Regions from separate parts of the Pan troglodytes genome. Here region 2 is linked to region 1. A link is a contact called in public HiChIP or PLAC-seq data. All regions are on one chromosome and are shown on one strand. The core of a region is the stretch at or near the end of the contact, and the rest is flanking DNA. Distances in the headings are between cores, read along the strand shown. Region 1 holds the start of STK32B (serine/threonine kinase 32B). Region 2 holds the start of CRMP1 (collapsin response mediator protein 1).

Region 1 (4,416 bases), core at 819-3,318:
TAATCACCTCAGTGCAGGCGGGCTGAGTCCGAAAAGAGAGTCAGCGAAGAGAGATATGGGTGGGGCAGTTTTATAGGATTTGGGTAGGTTATGGAAAATTAAAAGTCAAAGGGGTTGTTCTCTGGGGGGCAGGGGCGAGGGTCACAAGGTGCTCAGTCGGGAGCTTCTGAGCCAGGAGAATGAATTTCACAAGGTAATGTCATCAGTTAAGGCAGGAACAGGCCATTTTCACTTCTTTTGTGATTCTTCAGTTGCTTCAGGCCATCTGGATGTATATGTGCAGGTCACAGGGGTTATGATGGCTTAGCTTGGGCTCAGAGGCCTGGCAATCACACCCAGCTAAGTTTTGTTTTTTTAGTACAGATGGGGTTTCTCCATATTGGCCAGGCTAGTCTCAAACTCTTGACTTCAGGTGATCCACCCGCCTCAGCCTCCCAAAGTGCTGGGATTACAGGTGTGAGCCCCCACGCCCAGCCTAGCACGATATCAGTATATTCCTCATAACAATGTTAGAAAGGGAAAGTACTCTTATTAGCACCATCTGGACTCAGATGAAGAAACTGAGTCCAGAACAGGTTAAGTAATTTATCCAAGTTAACTGGCTAATGAGGGGCAAAGCAGAATGAAACCTGGGTAGAATGAGCTCAGAGCCCATGCCTGTCCACATTCCGCCCTATGCTTCTTGAGCTAGGGGCCAGCTCTGTGTTCAGGGCATTGCCTGCTGCACACTGGCCACTCAGTGTATGCTTGTTGCTGGAATGAAAGGCCAGAAATATTTATTCATCATTTATTATATGCCGGGCACTGTTGCCTGCTTTTATAAATATTACCTGATATAATTCTCACAGCCAACCCAAGGAGTTAACATCAATCAGCCCACTTTGCAGATGAGAACTCCAAGGTGGGACACATTGCCAGTAAATGGTAGAGCCAGCTGTGGGTCATGGTGGCTGGGCCTGCCTCAGACCTTCTCAGTTCTTTCCCACTGCCTTTAGGAGATTTTTTGTTTTGTTTTGTTTTTTTCTGTATTAGGCTCCCCGGCTTCCCTCACCCTTCCCCCAAGAAAAAGAAAGAAGGGGAGAGAACTGGAGAGAGAGACCAGGTAGGGGACGGGGACTGGGGGACGAGATAGGATGGAGAGACTCACAAAAACCCCCCTGCTTTCTATCAAAGCACGGACAGTGGTTCCAGGCGCCCAGCAGATGGCAGGATGTGGCCAAAGATTCCCTGCAGTCCCGGAGAGCTGGGCCCGCAGGACTGCAAGGCAGGGGGACCTGCCTGTCACTCAGGGAGCGTCCTGGGAACCCGCGCTCGCCCCACATGTCTTGGGGCGCATCTGCCGCACCCCTTACTCAGGCACCCGCAACTGTGGCGCGTATCTCCCGATCCAGGCTCCCGCCGCAGGAGCCCAGGGACCCTGATGCTAGCCTCGCCCCTAAATCGGACGCCGATGCCGCCCGATTTTGGGGGAATCCCGAGACTCATGCCCAGCCATTCCCAGGGAGAATGGTTTGGGGCAAACTATGGCTGTCTGAGGCCTCAGTTTCCCCATGTGCAATGAAGGGGTCAGATTAGTATCTAATCTTAAGGGGTCAGAAATTATCTAAACAGATACTTTCATTCATTAAACACTGAGAAAAACCTTAAGAGGAACAGCGTCGGTTGGAGAGCCAGCAGACACTCCACTGCCCATCCCAATATGAATGGGCAAATACAGGCTAGCGGGAAGTCCTGGGACTCCCTTCGCAGCCAGGGCCGACTAACCACCGACCTAAGAGCCCCTCTACCTCTAGACCTCCGTCTACTGCACTCTAAAATATGAACGATGCTTTCTTACTGCTGGGTTGTTGGAGGCGGATGTGGGATGGTGCTAACAAAGCGCGTAGCCGGGGCCTGGCCATAGTGGGTGCTGACAAACCGCTTACTGCCTGCAGGGACCGAGCTCCTGGCCGAGGGAGGAGGGCCGAGCAGGGACTCAGATTCTTCCGGGCCGATCCCTTTCTCAGCTCCTTCCGCCCTGCCGCCGCCCACTGCGTGCTGCCTTCGCCCGTCCCCTCCTCCCCCGCTCCTTCCCCTCCTTCCCCTGCTCCCGCGCCGCCTCGCGTCTCCCGCCCGCTGTAGCCGGCGAGGAGCGCCGCACGTTGGCCCCGGCGCGAGGAGCTCCCGGGTTCCCGGGCGGGCACTGGAGTAAGGACCTGCGAGCGCAGCCCGAGGCGGGGCACGGCGGAAGGCGCGGCGAGAGCGGGGTCCCTGCGAGCGCAGTCCGAAGGGCGTCCAGGAGAAGGGGGACGCCGTCCCCGCCCCTGCACGGTGCTCGGCCCCCTCGGGCTCCGCGCGCGGCTACAACCCGGACTGGGCGCGCCCCCGGCATCCCGCATCTCTGCGCGCGTCCCACATCCCGCATCCCGCATCCCGGCGGCCGGGCATGTAGCAGCGGCAGCAACGGCGGAATATGGGCGGGAACCACTCCCACAAGCCCCCCGTGTTTGACGAGAATGAGGAAGGTAAGAGGGCGAGAGGAGCGAATTCCCGCTTCGCGCCGCCCCGCCCCGCTCGGGCAGGGGCCGGGCATCCCCTCCCTCCACCACCCTCGGCCGAGCCCTGCGGGGCACCGCATGCTGCCCGGCGCGGGGACCCAGGCATGGCCACTTCGCCCAGCGAATGCAGTGTGTGCCCGACCCGTGCCAGGCGCGGCGCTTCTGCTGAGGCAACTCCTAGGTACCCAGTGCCGTTTAGTAGTCGGGACGGTGCCTAGCGCGGGACTGGGGAGGCGGCTTCAGAGAGTTGAACCCGAAACCTGCACTTGGGGGTGTGGAAGGGAGGAGTTGACTTCGGAGGCCAGTCAGGATGTTTCTAGGCTCGGGCTCCCCAGGAAACCGAGGTTTCCTTGAGAGCCCGAGGCTGACGGAGGTGGCTTGGAAGGGCGGGTTGCACCGTGTGTCTGTGTGTGTGTGCGCGTGCCCACGACGCATTTGGTCTCGTGCAAGGGCCTGTTGGATGCAGCTCTCCTCAATCACCCAGGACAGAGGGAAACTTTTCTTTGCTAAACTCTGTGGTTCCTAGGACGGCGTCCTGTTCTGGGCAGCCTCCCCCTGGCGCAGAAGTGGTGTAGGCTGTCCAACCGCATCTCAACTTCCTGGCTGGATCCTTGCGGTTCAGGTCGATAGAGCTCACTATTTGGACTAGCAGAACCCTCTTTCCAGTGCAGCGTGTCCCTGGAAAACTTACTTCACCTCTCTGAAACATTAGTCCCTTCATCTATGAAATGTGAGTTATGATACCACTAGCTACTTTATAGGGTTGTTTGAAGCTTAACCACTAGTAATCCACGTGAAAAGTGCCTTATAAATGCAAGCAGTACCGAGCTGTGCCGTTTTTTATCTGTTAAGAGCCCTCTGCCTCTCAAAGCTGGTTTCCTACTGTGCTGACTCGCCAGTCTCCACTGTGCCCCAGGTAAGAGCTGAGACATACTGAGCACTTACTATGTTCCAGCCATGCTAGCACATAGTGTTCACTCAATCCTTTTCATGCCCCTTGAGGTGGCTACCTTAGAAAGGGGTCTGTCCTGGTCACTGCTGGTAAGAAGTAGAGCTGGGCTTGAGGCAGGACAGTCTGCTTTGAAAGCTGTGCCTGTCATCATTACCCAGGGCACTGGCTGTGTGCGTACATCATGGATGGCTTCTAGAACTCCCAAGGCTGTGAGTGCTACTCAGATGCCTGCCTGGACAGCCCTTCTCAAAAAGATAGACGAACACAGTCAAGGTTAAGTGAGCACCTGCTGTGTCAGGCCCACGAGAGCCTTCCTTAAAGGAGTTCCTAGTCTAATGGCCCTGAATGACCGTCCGTGGTGATAAGGGCATTGAGAAACCAGTGCCGGGTCTTGGGGGCGCAGAGAGGCCCCAGCTTTTCCTGATCTTTAGTCTGGAGCATGTGCAGGTGAGCAGGTAAGGAGCCAGTTGTGGACAGAGGAGAGGTGGGCACGGAGGTAATGGAGGCTCTTGCATGTCCCAATAAGAGTTTGAACACTATGCAGCATCACCCTCAATTGCACGGGCTTGTGGTTCTAGCCTGGGTCAAAGGTCGTGCTTTTGCTAATTTTCCTAGCATCTTTCTCTTTTATTTACAGAGGAAATTTGCCACCCTTATATTGAGAACCGTCTCTGTCATTTATCCCCAGCTTGAAAATATTCATTGGCAAAATAGTTATCTCTGGTGTAGCCAACCTTTTGATTTTCCTGTTCCTGTTCCTTATTCTATAAGCAGATTGGGCCTAAGGTTAACTGCCTGTTTCAGTGCTTGTTAAAATACAAGGTTATGAGGCTGGGCGCGGTGGCTCATGCCTGTAATCCCATTACTTTGGGAGGCCGAGGTGGACGGATCACCTGAGGTCAGGAGAGGCCTACCTGGCCAACATGG
Region 2 (4,416 bases), core at 724-3,223, 840 kb after region 1:
GGTGGGGGAAGAGGAAGCTGGACTCTCGCACCATCTCCCTTTCTGATCACCCCACCACCACACACACATACACACACACACACACACACACACACACCCTTGCTGTTGGACCTCTCCCTCGCGAGGCTCCGGCTTCAGGACCACGGAGAGCTCTGGAGCAACAGAAAGCCCGCCCGCGAAGGGATGGGGCCCGAAGAGGCCCACCACCGTGTTTACCAGTTCCCTGCTCCTATTCCTCCAGGAAGCCCTCCCAGATATCTGCCCCGATCAAGCTCTGCTTCCCTCCTGGCTCACTTTGGGTCACTCATAGCATTTAAGAGGGCAAGGTTTAATTAAAATGATAATGATTGTAATAAAAGTTAACAACAAACATTTATTGAATGCTCACTACCGACCGGCATTAACTGATTTAATTCTCACAATGAATCCGTCGCTCACCCTAGCCTGGGAACTTCTGGAGGGTGGGGCCAGGTTGCTGAGCCAGGGACCTAGCGCCTACCCTGGGCCTGGCACCTAGCAGTTCTCCGGCATCCAGGTCTGGACCAATTCGAAAGCTCCCCAGCCCTCGGATGCTCCAACTTCCGTTTTTCTGGCACCTGACCCTGGCTCTCGTCGGTCCATCCAAAGGCTACGCCGTCCATCCGCCCTTCTTCCCCCAGTTCCCTGGTGACCCCCAGCTCAAGAGAGAATACCCGCAGGGCCCAAGCCCTAGCGTTCCCTCTCCCTGATCCTCCCGGCCCCATGCTCAGGTCTGGGAGGCTAGAGACCCCAGTTCAAATCCCAGCTCTACCTCCACCTTGCTCTGTGAAGCAGGCACATCGGTGTGTGCTGTGGAGCTCAGGAGTGCCCCTTGAATCTACTGGCGCTTGAGGGTAGGGGTTTACGGCTCCAACTGCCCGACGAACTAAATCCTTAACCAAATCCTTCCCCCCAGCAAGCATGAGGGGAGCGCTCGGAAAAAAAGCTCCTTCCAGCTTTAAGCTGTGTGGCCGCAGGCGACTCGCGGAACCTCTCCCGGGGCCCGGCACACAGTAGGTGCTCTATAATTACTACCGACTGAGTGGATGGATGAATGGACCAACACGGAACGGAGCTCCAGTTCTTTTCACAAAACAGAATGAGGGGCCTGGGTTAGATTCATCCCAGAGGTTCCTTCGCGTTTAAGCGTCCATGCGGTAGCTTTAGCCAACTTCCCCTCTCAGAACCTCTCTCCCTTTCTGTAGAAGAGGAGCCGGGACTGGACCCGGGCGATCCCTTCCGAGTCTCACGGACCACGCCGGCCAGCCCCGACCGAGTCGCCCCAGCTCTGGGAACCTCTTGCATGATGAGGTGGGGGAGGGGCCGCGCCGTGGCTCTCCCCAGCCTGGCGGCCGCTGCCCCAACACCGGGGCCCGGGCATGGCCCTCGGGCGCCCCATGCCCTGGGTCCTCCCGGGGCCCGCCCCCCTCGTCTGGCCCGCGCGCACCCCGAGGGTACCTGGCCATTGTCCCGGCCGAGGGGCAGGTCGCGGGGCGCGGGGCAGCGGATGCGCAGCGTCGGCGGCCGCTCGTCGCGCTCTCCGGGAGAGCTGACCGCGGAGCCCGAGGGCTCGCTCACGTCGCTGGCCGTGTCCTCGCTGCCTCCCGGCCCTGGCAGGCCGACCGCGTCGGGCCGGCCAGCGCAGCGCGGCGTGCGCGCCGAGCCGCGGCGGCCCACACTGTAGGCGTCGAAGTCGATGGTCTTGTTCTCGTAGGCGCCCTCCACCGCGGCGAACATGCCGCCGTACTTCTGGCGCGGGGTCTGCGCCGCGCTGCCCGGCCGCGCCAGGTACACGGGCAGGTCGTCCTCGGTGTTCCACGCGCGCCGCCGGTCCGCCATACCCGTCCAAGGCCGGCCACCCACCGCGCTCCCGCCTGCCCGCCCGCGGCCCTGGGCACCGCCGTGCGCCGCGCTCCGCGCCTCGGTGCGGGCCTGCGGCGGCCCGGGCGCGACTGCGGCCCGGGGAGGGGAGAGGCGGGGCGTGGCGCGCGCCGGGGCGGGGCCGGGGCGGGGCCTCTGGGCGGCTGCGGGCTAGCGGCGCGGCCAGCTACAAAGGACCAGGAGGCGGGGATCGCGGCTGGGGCGGGGAGGGACGGTGACGCGCCCGAGCCGCAGCGCGGAGGGCGGGCCGCAGCACCGCAGTGCCCTCGCCGCACCCCCCACTCTCCGCCCCCAGGCGGAGCGCAGGGCGCGAGGAGAGCGCGGGGCAGGAGCCGTGTGTGTACACTCGCGCGCCCACACGCTCTGGAGGCACACGCGGGTTCATACCTGCACACCAGACAATTACGCCAAACACATGAGAGATGCACAGACATGCTGGCACACACACGAGAGTCAATCACACATGCTCTCCAGAGATACATAGGGGCTCGATCATGCACACCATACTCAATGTTGCACACACATACACATATATGCTTGTGCACATTCCGAGTTCATTACAAACACACAACAGAAATCCTCATTGTCTCACAACCCCACTCACACACAGTATAACACCAAGATTAATTGCACAACTGGAGAGGCACATGCGTTGGACACACCGTTCATTCCGTCAGTATTGTTTTGCTGAGCGCCCACTAGTGCCTAGCACTGTTGTAGGAGCTGGGAACAGAGCCATGGACAAAATAGACCAAGTGCCTGCCCTCCAGGAGCTGACCTGCTAAGGAGGGGAATTGGATACAAAAGCACCCATATGGTGGGCCAAGAGGTGGTAAGGGCCAGGAAAGGTGGTGCAGCAGCCAAGAGGGACATGCTAGAGGCACACTCCGACAGACACATAAGAGAAGCACATTCTTGCATGAGAATCAGTGACACACACATACACGTGCACTCCAGTGACACCACACAACACACCAATATCAAAGGCAAGCTCAGGGCGATTCCACACATGTGCATCATAAACTGGCAACAGGATGCCCACACACAAGTCCACACCAGGAATAAAGGAAGTCAAAAGCTTAAATGAAAACGCTCCAGAGAAAGACACACAGAGACAGAGATGACCACACACACACAGCTGGCAGTCAACCAGACAGACAGATATTCCCTCATTCGAGGGGCACAGTCCACCTTTGTTGCTCCTGGAGCTTGCAGTCTGGGCGTTCTGGGGTTTCTCTGTCATGGAGGTCGCTCTGCTGGGACTCTCCTCTAAGGCCAGGCACCACCTGCCTCCTATAGACACCTTCCCTCATTTCTCCACGATTATCAGGCAGAGGATCCTGCAAGTCCCTGGGGACCCTACAGTCCCAGCTGCACTTCCTGGAGAGGCAGAATCGCCAGCTGCCGACCCCCTCCTCAAGCCAGTCTAGACAAGCAAAGTCAGGACTGGGTGGGGACTGCAGAGGGGAGCATCAGTGCTTCTTGCAATGTCCCCCCACCCATACATAGCCTTCCATGCTGGGAGCTGTCCCTTCAACCCCGGGCCCTGCCAGCTGCAAGCCAGAGCTCCCGCAGCGTGGCCAAGCTCCAAGAATACCAGACAGACAGATGGATTCATGTTCTTGTTTTATGACTCTTGGGCCCCATGGACTGAGGATCCTGGGGCCATCGGATCCGTGGCCTCAGCTGACACCTCCCTGAAGCTACTGTCTTTCAACCCTGCAACAAGGGGTCTGTGCAGCAGGTAGGTATTTTTACCTGCCTCCTCTTGAAAGAGGAAACAGGAGGGGAGATGTGAAATGGCTCCCTCAGGGCCTCAATCTCAAGGAGGTTCAGCCAGGCCTAGAGCGTGGGCTCATCCACTCGGTGGGCATTTAGCAAGTTATTTTTCTGTGCTTGAGAGAGAGGCTAGTGTGGGGACACAGATGAGTATTTCTAAGTCTCTGTCTTCAACAAGTGTTTACTCTAATGGGGGAGAGAGTGCTGAATGCGAGAACAGAAAGTTCCACACACAGCCTCCATCTACCTTCCACCCACCGCAGCTGCATCCTGGCTCCTCTCTCCTTGTGTCCCTGCGTCCACTGTGCAGATTTGCCACAGACACTCCTCTTGAGGCCCAACAGCCTCCAGGCTATCTTGCAAGTGTTTTCGATTTTTCAACGAAAATTTTTCTCTGTCCTGTGAAATACTATTCCCAGCCCATTCCAGGCAAGAACAATTCATGTCGAAAACCACATAGAAATTTCTTCTAAAACCCCACAAATGTTCAGGGTGACATAACCCAGAGAAATATCAGAAAACTCAAAAGTCTGAGTTAGGTGGAACTTTGGAGGCCAGGCCTCCTACTGCATGCTTGAATCTGCTCTCAACATCTTGAGGACACAGTCTCTCAGGCTTTGTTGGTGGTGATGGAAATCTTACTGCTTCTAAAGAAAACCCTTTCCATTGTGAGAAAGGGCTGGGCAGTTGCCAAGACTAGAGGGAGTGACGCAAGGAAGGAGCTGAGAAAGGGCTGTC

What was found. HiChIP or PLAC-seq counts read pairs in DNA pulled down with a chosen protein or histone mark.
Region 2: an H3K4me3 HiChIP or PLAC-seq map of stem cell-derived excitatory neurons shows a contact between it and region 1, with 3 times the contacts expected there. The contact joins the promoter of CRMP1 here to the promoter of STK32B in region 1. A contact is called at or near these places in 1 of 7 Hi-C or Micro-C datasets (stem cell-derived neural progenitor cells) and 1 of 1 datasets of contacts at active chromatin or transcription factors (stem cell-derived excitatory neurons).

The regions. Positions count from the first base shown.
Region 1 is chr3:5,376,003-5,380,418 of NHGRI_mPanTro3-v2.0_pri, forward strand. It overlaps STK32B (serine/threonine kinase 32B), which reads left to right and starts at 2,069. Exons shown (of 11, transcript XM_024356003.3): 1 at 2,069-2,504. The coding sequence starts at 2,453.
Region 2 is chr3:6,213,897-6,218,312 of NHGRI_mPanTro3-v2.0_pri, forward strand. It overlaps CRMP1 (collapsin response mediator protein 1), which reads right to left and starts at 1,974. Exons shown (of 14, transcript XM_003310238.5): 1 at 1,477-1,974. The coding sequence starts at 1,857.